Regions from separate parts of the Mus musculus genome. Here all the other regions are linked to region 2. Evidence: chromatin contacts called from public HiChIP or PLAC-seq and promoter capture Hi-C data. All regions are on one chromosome and are shown on one strand. The core of a region is the stretch at or near the end of the contact, and the rest is flanking DNA. Distances in the headings are between cores, read along the strand shown.

Region 1 (2,700 bases), core at 67-2,566, 560 kb after region 2:
ACTTTCTATTTAAGAAAAAATATTTCTTTTGTTTTTGTGTATGTGTGTGAGTGTATATGCTTGTGTGTGTGCAGGTACCCACAGAGGCCACAAGAGGGAGTCAGACCCCAGAGCTGGTGTTACCTGCATTTATGATCATTCTGGTGCTGTGGTCCAACCAAAGGTCCTCATGTCAGAGCAGTAAGCACTCTTGATGGCTGAGTCATCTCTCTAGCCCACAACATTGTTAACAAACAAACAAAATGTCCCAACAAGTTCTAAATCTCTAAGACTGAAGGCAGCTCTCAGCTGTGAACCCCAGTAAAAAATTTAAAAAGCAAGTTAACCTACAACCAATATACAGTGATAGACATTTCTATTCTAAAGGGCAAGGTAAAGGAGGATTGCTAATCCCACCAGTCAAGAATAAGACCACTACTGTAATTATGAGCCAAATTTGAAGCAAGCTTTAATTAAATATTAGCCAGGACTCTGGCCAGGTCATTCCTGGGTTCCCAGAAAATGGTGACCCCATAAAGTCACAGTATTTTTCAAGTCCAATCAGGGGAAGGCATACATCCTGGCATCTTTCCTGCCTATGTATCTCCAGCCTACATGTGATCAAGTATATCCAGTGCAGTTGGGTCAAACAAATTTGGGGGCGGGGGATGGAAACACATGGCGTGTTATATTCCATAAACATTAGCCTCCAGCATTTCAGGAGATATCTGTCCTTGGGTAGGGGAGTGGGGCTTACAAGTTAGAGGCATTTTTGTTCCATGGATCTCTTAAGCACAGTAGTTAAAAATTAGAACATAACTTTGGCTCTCACAGGATCACCACAGCAGACAATGAGTGGGAGAGGTAGGCCTCTCTGGGAATACGATGCCTTAGTAAACTCCAGTGGGTCTGGAAGCTCACTGCTACCATCTTGCTATTTACGAACCCTGCAGCCTCACTCTTGGACCAGCTCTACCTACTGACTGCTGTTTCCCTTGCGGGCCAGATGTTCTGTATTCCTGGGGTCTCTGTCATAGCTTAGGCTCCATCATATAGCTCCATATACACTCTTTCAGGGAGAAGGGACCTGCTCGCAGGGATTCTGGCCCCGCCACTCCCAAGTCTTCCTTTGAAACTTGGGTACAACCCCCCATTCTCCCTTCACCCTTGCTTTCTGCAAAACCAGTGTGATGAGAACAATGTCAAGGTCACCACCAGTATAGTAGCAGCCAGACCTCTGTAGACCACAAGTGCAGCAGCCTCCTAGTGCCTGTGTCTCTGAGCACAGTGAAATGAATCATGGGCAAACAACTTTCCAGGCAGCTGTGTGTGAGCAAGGTGCCTCCTGGGTGCACTCTTCTCAAGGAAAAGCCTGGGATGGGTGGGGTCCAGCTAATTCCTGAGACGCCCTTAAGACATCTTTGCTATTGTCCTGATTCAAAGTACTTGACTTCTTTTTAAAGATGCTAATCTCTTTAACAACCACACCCTACTTGTATAAAACTTTGAATGCTCTCATTTTCTGGCCAAACTCTACAGTTTTTAAACCTGCCCTTCTTTCCAACTCTCATTGCGCTCTCTTTGCTCTCTCTCTCTCTCTCTCTCTCTCTCTCTCTCTCTCTCTCTCTCTCTCTCTCTCTCTCTCTCTCTTCAGTGTAAAGCTGGCTAAACACAGTATGCAATGTCCATGCCACAGCCACACACCACACTGCCTTAAAAAGTCCTTCCTCTGAGCTAGTGTTTAAAATTCAACCTCACTCAAAATGTCACGTTTCAGTGAGGAATAATTCCTCCACATTATGTGAAGGGCCACTTGTCCAATCCCAGGGACTCCTGTTCCCATCTGAAACCTCATGAGTCTCAGCTCTCTCCATTCCTGTCAGCATCTGATCTTCTGAGCTTTCGCAAGATCGTTGCAGTACTCTGGGCTTCCTCTAATCAGCAGCTCTAACCTCTTTTAGATTGATTTAGCAAATTGGTTGCAAAGGCTGATACACAACATGGCCAGGTTTGGTTACAGCATCTGCATTACTTCTCAGCATCAGTTCTTTACACTGGTTATTTTGGGTAGCTTTGACCAAATTGTCCGAGAGCACAGCTTGCAGGGGATGGGAACAATATGTTTTGGCTCATGGTTTCAGGGGGCTCTATTCTATGCATGACTGCTTAGTCTGTGTACTTGGACAGAACATTATGGTAGTAAAAACAAGTGATGGGGAGGCAGTTTGCATCATGGTGGACAGAAAACACAGTGAGAGACAAGAAAGGGCCATGAATCAGATCTCCCAAGGACCCAACTCCTGTGATCTACTTCCTCTAGGTAGATCCCATCTTCCAAAATTTTAGAACCTCTTGAAATAGCACTACCAAGACAAGAGCCCAAGTTCAAAACCAGGACACTATAGACATATGTAGTTGATATAGCCAGGAGGCTTAACAGAAGTCGTGAGTCTCACCAGGGTGCTGCAGGGATGGAGCCTCCTGAGGTAGGTATTCATCACTTGTCTAGAGCACTTTCTCTCTGTGCCCTCTTATGGTTGTCTTCTGAACGCACCCAGGTCCTGTTCTTATAAAGACTAATTTCTCTGGCCTGACACAAAGACCTAACTTTTACCTAACTTCATCAATGGTTCTTTCCAAACATAGTGACAGTGTAGGGAACTGAAGACCAGAACCTCAGCGTGTGAATTGAGGGGTTGGGGGGAAGAACAGTTCTGATCA
Region 2 (2,700 bases), core at 169-2,668:
AGTGGCCTGATCTGCCCAGCCACATTCTCAGCCTGGGCCACAGCGAGCTATGGCTTAGAAGACTGTCAACTGAGGACTGGAGTGTCAGAGGGAAAAAGCAGGGCTGCCCTAACACCCCGCTCAATAGTGGGTTGGCCAAAGTCCCCAAAGCTACATCTTACACTGTGACCTTTGCTGGTTTGACCAGACACCACAAAAGATCTGTCTCTGTGCTACTCTGGAGCCCCTGCTTAGACACAGGCAAGGTGTAATCTCTGTAGGGAGCCCTGGGCAGTGGCTGAAGACCCTTTACTGGATTCCTGTAACAATAACAAACATTGGAATGCCTTGGAGATGTGAATACACAATCCATTTTCGTGTGGATCTTGCACACACCGGCAGTGGGAAGCTTTACTCCACAGGCCCTCCAGCTGCTTTGATGTTCTGTGTCACTGTAGACAAAGAGCAACGGTGACAACCAACCAGGAACTAAATAAACCTTTGCCCCTTTAAATGGCTTCTCGAGTATTTGTCACAAGTGATCAAGTGTCTAATATATGCTTAATCTGTATCTACATCCCAAGGCCAGCCTGGTGTTGCTCAGCTGTGGCTGCTATCCACTGTGCGTTATGGGGAGGCATAGCGCCTCCTCTCTACGCAAAACAGAAGTAACTGCCGATAACCAGACACTGCACTCTGGACCAGAGAGCACAGCCGCCGCGCAATCTTTCCTTGGCCAGGAAGGGCAGTCTTGGACACAGGCACTCCCACTACGGAAATGGTGCCGAGCAGCCGGCACACGTGACCTCTGCCCACTCTTCAACGCTACCCTCACTGGGGTTAAGATGCCTTAGTCACATTCACTTCTTAGCTGAGTTTTCCAACGAAGCACTGCAGGTCTGAGGCGAGTTAATACTGGGGTTGGGCAAGTGGCACGAACCCTTGGGTTCAACCTTGGCACTGCCAGTAAGAAACAAGACCTCCCAGCTTCCGGCTCAAGCGGTTGAAAAAAGTGGGCGTGCCCTAGAGTCCATCCCAGTCGGAGCCAGTGGAGGGTGCACTGAGGCCAGGCCTCCCCGCCCATTCCCCGCCCCCTGCCCACCTGCCTCCCCCGGGGGCGCAGCGGTCGCCGTCCCCGCCTCGAAGTCGTCCAGGCGCTGCAGTAGATCGTGTCGGCGCAGCGAGGCCAGCAACTCGCGCAGCAGCCCGGTGTGCCCGCGCTCCAGGTCGTTCTGCTCCAGCAGCACCGTGAACAGGTCCAGGCCACTCTGCACGCGCTCCAGCTTTCGTTTGCTCACGCGCTCGCGGCACAAGAACTTGAGCTCCATCAGATCGTTGCCCGACAGGCTGCCGGACAGCGAGTGCAGCAGCACCAGGAATGGGTCCATGGCAGTGGTACGCCGGGCTGCCCCTCAGCGATCCCACATAGGAAATCACCTTAGGCTTTCCCGCCCAGCGTCTCGCGGGATGTCCAAATCAGACGCATGCGCTTCGGATGTGGCTGTAACCGCTTCCGCCCGGGCTGGCATCCGCTGTTGTAGTAGCTTTGACAGCTGAGCTGCGTTGACTTCAGCTTACGCGCGCGTTTCTCACCCCGAGGCAGAACAGATCTTGTTCACCAGAAGTGTAACGTGGATCCTCTTGGGGCTCTGAGGAGCTGCGCAGCCCTACTGTGTGGGGGGGGGCTGGAAGAGCAGCTGCAGATGCCTACGGCTGCCAGATCATGTTCTATCACCGGAAAGAAGGAAAGAGAGAGAGAGAGAGAGAGAGAGAGAGAGAGAGAGAGAGAGAGAGAGAGAGAGATGGATGGAGTTACTTATGGGCTGGAGAGACAGTTCAGGGGTTAAGAGCACTGGCAATTCTTACAGAGGACCTTCACGAATTCAATTCCCAGCACTCACATGATGGCTTACAACCATCTGTAATTCCAGTTCCAGGGGCTTTGACATCCTCTTCTGGCAAGCACACTTGTGGTATGCTGACAAAATACTCGTACATATAAAAACCATTAAATATTCCTTGGTATATGTATGAGCATTTGTAGGTGGTTTAGTGCTCCTACAGGTCTTCAAGTGCCCACGGAGGACAGGAAAGGGCATGGATACCCCTAGGACTAGAGTTCCGTTTGGATGTGAACTCTTGTGTGGATCCAGGTTCTCCGTGAGAGCAACACAGTGCTCTTAACCGCCAATCCATTCCCCCAGGCCAATAATATGTATATTAAAATGAGTAGAAGAGAGGATTTGGAATATTGTCATCAGAAAAAGTTGATGTGTGCCGGAGGTTGTAGAGACACTAACTGCCCTGCTTTGAGCTTTCGTTAACAATACACTGATTCCACAGCCACACCCAAGTACTGCTCATGAGTTAAAAAGTGCCTGTTGCCCAAGCTTGAGGACCCATGCTCAGATCCTGGTGTCCACATAAAAAGACGAACAAGGAGGTGCCCATCTGAAACCCCAACTTTGGCAGAGACAGATGGATTCCTGGTGCTCAGTGGCCAGGCACTCTAGCTGAATGGCTGAGCTCCAGGTTAGTGGGGCGCAGTTATGCACAGCATACCCAGCAGGGTTGACTTATATTTTTTTAGATTGACTTATAATTCACCCATTTAAAGTTCAGTGCTTTGGTTGATTTTTGAGACAGGGTCTCACGCTGTAGCCCAGACAGACAGCTGAGGCTGTATAGAATGACAAATGGGGCTGGAAAGGTGGCTCGAGG
Region 3 (2,700 bases), core at 52-2,551, 590 kb after region 2:
GCACCAGAGGATGGTGGCTTATGTCTCTGAGTTGCTCCACAGCCAGCACCTCCCACAGTCCTGCCTGCGGGGCCTCTGTGCAGCCTCAGGAGCTGGAGGAAAGAAGCTGGCTCCTTCAGTAGCACCCCAGAGCTCAGTCAAGCCTAGCGCTACAGGAGTGTCAATCAAGCATACACGAAGGCTGTATTCCTGGAAGGACCTGGAGAGGCCTCTCTCGGTCTCCTCTCAGGTTCCAGGGGAGTCACTCACACCCAGAATTCTCGTGGGTCCCTCAGATGGAGTGAACCTCACCTTGGAACTAGGTGCCTGCAGCCAAAGTCCCCGTCTGGTGGGCCTCTGAATTTGTCTCTCTCCTCTCCTCTGAGCCTCAGTTTCCTCATCTGTGAATGAGAGGCCTGGTACTGTCCTGCCTACCTCACAGAGATGGCAGATCAGTATGAGATGAAAAGCTAGGGCAGGCATTTTCCTCCCTGGGGGGCTCCAGCCCCAACAAGGGTCTTAGCCATGGCTACTCTCCATCCTCACCTGTCTGTGAGAACAGGCTTTGGCTAGCAGCCTGCCGCAGCCTCCTGGGTTCTATACCTCTAGCACACAGTCAGAGCTCCACAGGATCTAGTCTCATACAACTGCTACCTTTGTCCAGTATGCTTTGACCTCGGACTGATAGGTTTCTGAGGTTTCCATGGAAGCCCAGAGTTCCAGAAACTTGCCTCTTCCTTCCCCACTTCAGGAAGGCATCTGAGAGGAGGCCTAGGAGGAGGGCTTTCCCACATCCCAAGCTAAGGGTAGCACCTTGCTGCCTCTCATCTTAGCTTCAGTGCCAAAGTTGCCAGAACTTTCTGTGAGTCCTGCTCTAAAAAAAAAAAGAAAGAAAGAAAGAAAGAAAGAAAGAAAGAAAGAAAAGGATTCTTAATCATAAGGACCCCCCTGAGGGGGAGGGGCAAGAGGGAGAGAAGGAAGGAGAAAGTGGAAGAGAGAGGGAAGAAAGAGAAGGAGGGGGAAGGGAGGGAGGGAGGAAGGATTGATAGGAGGCAAGAAGTAAGGTAGAGGAAGAATGGAAAGAGGGAGGGAGGGAGGGAGGGAGGGAGGGAGGGAGGGAGGGAGGGAGGGAGGGAGGGAGGGAGGGAAGAAAAGGCAGCTGGGGCCCAGGGTGCAGGCAGGCCACCCTCATTGCGCACAGCCACGCCATGGAAGCTTTCTCCCAACACTCTGCCCTTGGCGAGTCTCTGCTGAGCAGACCGCCATCCACATCAGTATTCATGACATCTGTCTGCCTCTATGGCTCCCCAAGAGGAGCCTCCCCAGTACAGCCAGCCTCGCCCCTCTGCCGAGCTTTCTTTCCCCTTCAAAACAGATTGTAGGACAGATGACCGCATTGTTTGTCCCATTTCCATCTGAAAACTCCCCTCCGTGTTGGCCACTGGGCGCCCCTATTAAGGGCTAGGCAGTGCAGGGCCACGTGGGGTGGCCCTGCCCAGCCTCTGTCTCCTGCCCCCTGGGGCCTTTCCATCGGAAGAGGGAAAAGGGCCGGAGAGACAAAGGTGGGACATAAATTAAACCCCAGCTTTTTAAGTTCAAACCGAATTTTCTTTATTTTTTTTCCACAGCTGTCAGAGGAGCCGGTTAGAACTCCAGTAATGCATGTTTAATGTATTAAGAGAAAGGGAAGAAGAAAAGCCGGCGTCCACCCCGAATGTTATGTCCACAGACTTGCATCGGGGACATTAGTTCGGGCCAATGAACTCTGAGTCAAGTGTGGAGCCGTGGACAGGGGCCAGGGACCCCCGCCGGCGGCTGTCATATCTACTGAAAGCTCACGCATCATAACTGTGCCGCGGGACAGGATGGGGACAAACGTCTCACAGCCCCAGAGGCCGCCACCAAGCAGTCCCCCCCCTCAAGTCTGTTTGGAGCCAACCTGTTGCTGTCATGGTGCAGGCCAGACCCACCTCCCACCTGACCCCAGGCAAACATCAGCCCTCTTTAGCTCTTCCAGTGCCACCCTTCATTTTGGGGAATAGCCCCTCTCCCAGGCCTGAGAAAATAGGACTGAAGGTCAGGTTTGGAATGAAACTGCGTAAGCAAAGAACAGGAAAAGAACACTACAGCTGGAGGCTGGGACCCCTGTACCCCCGTGGTGTAGCCTAAAATGAGCAGAGAAGAGATGGGACCTCTGGCAAGTGGCATGGCACCTCCATGACAAATACATACTGTCATCGGTATCCTGAAGTACAGGCTTGGAGAACAGAAGAGAAAGGAGAACAACCTCTAGTTTGGGTAAAGGGGACATTCCAGGCCATCAGACCTCACCAAACCCGCAGCCCACTAAGCCCTACAGAAGAAACAAAGGTCTGATTAGAGGGAGCCTCCTCCCTCCACTGCGGATTCAGTACCACTCCTAGTGAGACAGGATTGCTCTCTGTAGCTATGAACTCCTGGCAATCCTTCTGACTCAGCCTCCTGAGTGCTGAGACAACAGGGGCATACTCCACATCCAGTTTCTGGTTTGTGCAGTACTAAAGATGAAACCCAGGTCCTCATGCACACTAGGCTCTCTACCACCTGAGTCACCGTCAGCACTAAGGCCACCATTGTTAATAGTCAGCCCCATGGGGACTCTGAGTCTTCATTTTCATGGGGCTGGGGTCCTGACTGGTTGCAGTCCAACTTGTTTTATTTATGTAAGTCATATGTGCCCCA
Region 4 (2,700 bases), core at 102-2,601, 530 kb after region 2:
CAAGCTTCCAGCTACTAGGAACAGGGCTGGGGCCTACGGAACCTCAGCAGGACATGGGACCAGTATGTGTATATGGATGTGTGTGTATGGATGGGCATCTGTGCATTTTAGGGGGAGGTGTGTTTCTCTGTCTGTCTATCTCTGTCGGATGTACATGCATGCACATCAGTGTGTGAAGTCAGAGGTCACTGTCAGGTGTCTTTTCTTTTGTGTGACACCTTATTTTTCCAGACAGGATCTTTCACTGACTTGGCTGACAGACTGTTAGTCAGCATGCTCCAGGGACCCTTCTGCCTTCACCCCTCTACCCTTGGCCCCCAGCTCACTGAATGGCTAGACCAGTTGCCCAGCAAGCTCCAGGGTCTGCCTATCTCTATCCCTCAAGGCCTGCCACTACCCACTGCTGGGAGTCTGAACAAAAGCCCTCACCTTGCAAGGCCAGCACTTAGCCCACTGAGAGCCTTCTCCCCAGCCCCTGTGGCCTTGGGGATTTTTGTGAATGAAACTTAAGCTGAGCTTCCTGCCGCTGGCCACGCCCTGCTGCTCTGCCTTGACCACTGTATAACCTCAGGGGAAAGACGGCAGAGGGAACTTCAAAACGAAAGTGTGAGTCACAGACAAGGGGGAAAAAAGGAAAAGGACATTCTTTAGTTTCCAGAGCCAGGGCTCCAGCAGTGGCTTGCAAATATGACCTGTTCATTGCATTGCTCCTGTGATCCCCTCCAGCCCCATGTGCACAGGGAAGAGCTGCCTACTCCCCATCTCTGTCTGGGACACTTGGCAGGGTGGCTAGGCGTCCTTGCGGCCAAGCACCGATAGGTAAGCAGTTAGTAAATAACTGCAATAAACCAGGTAAGAGCTGTGGCCTGGCCAGTAGGATCCCCCCCACCCGCATTGTGGGAGGCAACAGAAGCAGGGTCTTGGGTTGCTGTTGGCTTGGGTTGCAGGGCCAGCCAGGCTTTTCAGGCAGAACGCAACGCTGAACCTCCTAGGAGGAGACAGGACTTCGAGTGGAGCAGAGGGCAGGCAGCAGAAGAGTTGCAGATGGCTAAAAGAAAGTTCAGCAAGCCCACAACAAGGACTTGGATCAGGCAGGACACACATTGGGGAGGCCCATCAAGCCCGAGCCTGCCTTGTGAGCCCCCGGATTGTCAGGGCAGAGAGGAAAACTGCTGCGTGCTTTATAGACTTTGGGGAAGTCACAGGCTCCACTTGCTTGGGGGAGGCAGGAAACCCCCTCCACCCAGGCGTCTGCCAGAGCACCCGCAGGCTTCCTCTTGTCTCTGTCCCCCTCCCCAGCACCTCTTCCCCTGAACAGCTTCCCTCTCCTGGCCCTGCTGTCCCTTTAAAGGAACTTGAATCAGAGTTGAGAATGATGGTGACTCAGGGTGGAAGGGGTGGTCACTTGCACTGGCCAGTGGCCAGGACTGCAGCGCGAAAGGAAGCCGAGCAACCGCAGCTGCCTGTGTGTGCGCCCCTGAGAGGGGCAGAAACCACAGAACCCCGTTTGAGACTCCACCACGTTGGAACTTGTGTGATGAAGTTACCCCTCACAATGGGGGCATTCAGGGTCCACCCGCGCCTGCAGGGCTGGGGCCTGTTCCTCAGGCCAGCTGATGGTGATGTCATCTTCCGTTAGGAGGTTCTCCCCCCCCCCAACTCTGTTGACTAGGGACTTAAAAAAATGCACCAGGAAACTCAAGTGCAAGCCAGGACGGAAGCCTTGGTTTTATTTATAGTTGATAACTTGTGTCCGGCTTGCTCCACGGGATGCAGAGCCTGAGGATAAAGAGCCCACAGGGGCAGATGACAGAAGGATTCGTGTCCTGGGCTACTGTGCTGTCTAATAACAAGTATGAAACTTCATTCTGAGCTTCCCAGCAGCCAAAGCAAAGAGGGGACAGGGTTTTATAGTGTGATATCATAGAAAACCAGGCTGTGAATAGCTAAGGCCCTAGATTCTATTTTCTCATGGTCAGGACAGCCATGCATCCCTGCATAGCATCCAGCAGTGTCAAAAGCATGTTATAGGCCTGGCTAGGTGATGATGATTCTTCAGAGAGCAGGAGCCATACTTGCCTTCCTGTGCACATGACAGACATTACTAATGGATTGCAGCACTCTTTCCCCTAGCCAGCTTCTGCCTCAGAGCCCCAATTCTGCAGTTCTTCAGGGAACACTACCAAAGGCCAGCACAGAACTAGAGACTGCTGAGCTTGTGACCAGCTGAGAAAGTTCTGGGAGGGCCCAGATCTGGAACATTGCTAGCACCTGGCTCATGCCTATATATAGTAGATGCCAAGGGAAAAACTGTCAGTTAAAGACAGAAAGGGGAAGGAGCCAAGGTTGGTGGAGAACTCAGTATCATCCTGAGGGTGAGGCAAGGCTGTGCATGAGCTACACAGGAAGTTATCAGTGAGGACATGGATCTTGAAAAGAAACCCTGACAGAAGCTAGGAATGCAGTGGCCCAGTCTGGTCTGGCTTCCAGCTGCAAGTGCTAGCACTCCACAGGGCCCATGAATCTCATGAGGCTGGGACTGTGGGGGTCAGAGGTAGTCATAGCTGGGTCATGTGCCCATGACAATGGCTAGTCCTTATCAAGTACTTGCAGGTTCCACAGTCACGGGTGGCATGCAGCCTCTGCCCAGCTCTGACACTTTCTCCACAGCTCTCCATCTTCTCTTCCCCAGGCTCGCCT

Evidence for each region. Promoter capture Hi-C pulls out the DNA fragments that hold promoters and counts their contacts. HiChIP or PLAC-seq counts read pairs in DNA pulled down with a chosen protein or histone mark.
Region 1: a contact with region 2 is called in an H3K27ac HiChIP or PLAC-seq map of embryonic stem cells, with 5 read pairs. The contact joins the enhancer-like site here to the promoter of Fadd in region 2. A contact is called at or near these places in 2 of 39 promoter capture datasets (the 3T3-L1 cell line and frontonasal cranial neural crest) and 3 of 115 datasets of contacts at active chromatin or transcription factors (astrocytes, bone marrow-derived macrophages and embryonic stem cells).
Region 3: a contact with region 2 is called in a promoter capture Hi-C map of embryonic stem cells, with 2.2 times the contacts expected there. The contact joins the enhancer-like site here to the promoter of Fadd in region 2. A contact is called at or near these places in 7 of 39 promoter capture datasets (the 3T3-L1 cell line, the C10 cell line, the HPC-7 cell line and 4 more).
Region 4: a contact with region 2 is called in a promoter capture Hi-C map of liver, with 1.8 times the contacts expected there. The contact joins the enhancer-like site here to the promoter of Fadd in region 2. A contact is called at or near these places in 9 of 39 promoter capture datasets (the 3T3-L1 cell line, the C10 cell line, the HPC-7 cell line and 5 more), 2 of 484 Hi-C or Micro-C datasets (the G1E-ER4 cell line and double positive thymocytes) and 3 of 115 datasets of contacts at active chromatin or transcription factors (bone marrow-derived macrophages, large pre-B cells and pancreatic cancer cells).

Annotation. Positions count from the first base shown.
Region 1 is chr7:145,137,960-145,140,659 of GRCm38.p6, forward strand. No RefSeq gene overlaps it. Among named protein-coding and RNA genes, the nearest start is that of Gm45181, 28 kb to the right of the region's middle. Within about 2 kb of position 1,317, at least 26 of the 459 cell types and tissues checked have an H3K27ac peak or open chromatin away from gene starts, as enhancers often do. A contact at or near this core is called in bone marrow-derived macrophages and embryonic stem cells, where this site is marked.
Region 2 is chr7:144,581,023-144,583,722 of GRCm38.p6, forward strand. It overlaps Fadd (Fas (TNFRSF6)-associated via death domain), which reads right to left and starts at 1,419. Exons shown (of 2, transcript NM_010175.6): 1 at 1,082-1,419. The coding sequence starts at 1,367.
Region 3 is chr7:145,171,965-145,174,664 of GRCm38.p6, forward strand. No RefSeq gene overlaps it. Among named protein-coding and RNA genes, the nearest start is that of Gm45181, 6.4 kb to the left of the region's middle. Within about 2 kb of position 1,302, at least 33 of the 459 cell types and tissues checked have an H3K27ac peak or open chromatin away from gene starts, as enhancers often do. A contact at or near this core is called in embryonic stem cells, where this site is marked.
Region 4 is chr7:145,110,265-145,112,964 of GRCm38.p6, forward strand. No RefSeq gene overlaps it. Among named protein-coding and RNA genes, the nearest start is that of Gm46023, 43 kb to the left of the region's middle. Within about 2 kb of position 1,352, at least 291 of the 459 cell types and tissues checked have an H3K27ac peak or open chromatin away from gene starts, as enhancers often do. A contact at or near this core is called in the HPC-7 cell line, bone marrow-derived macrophages, double positive thymocytes and 4 more, where this site is marked.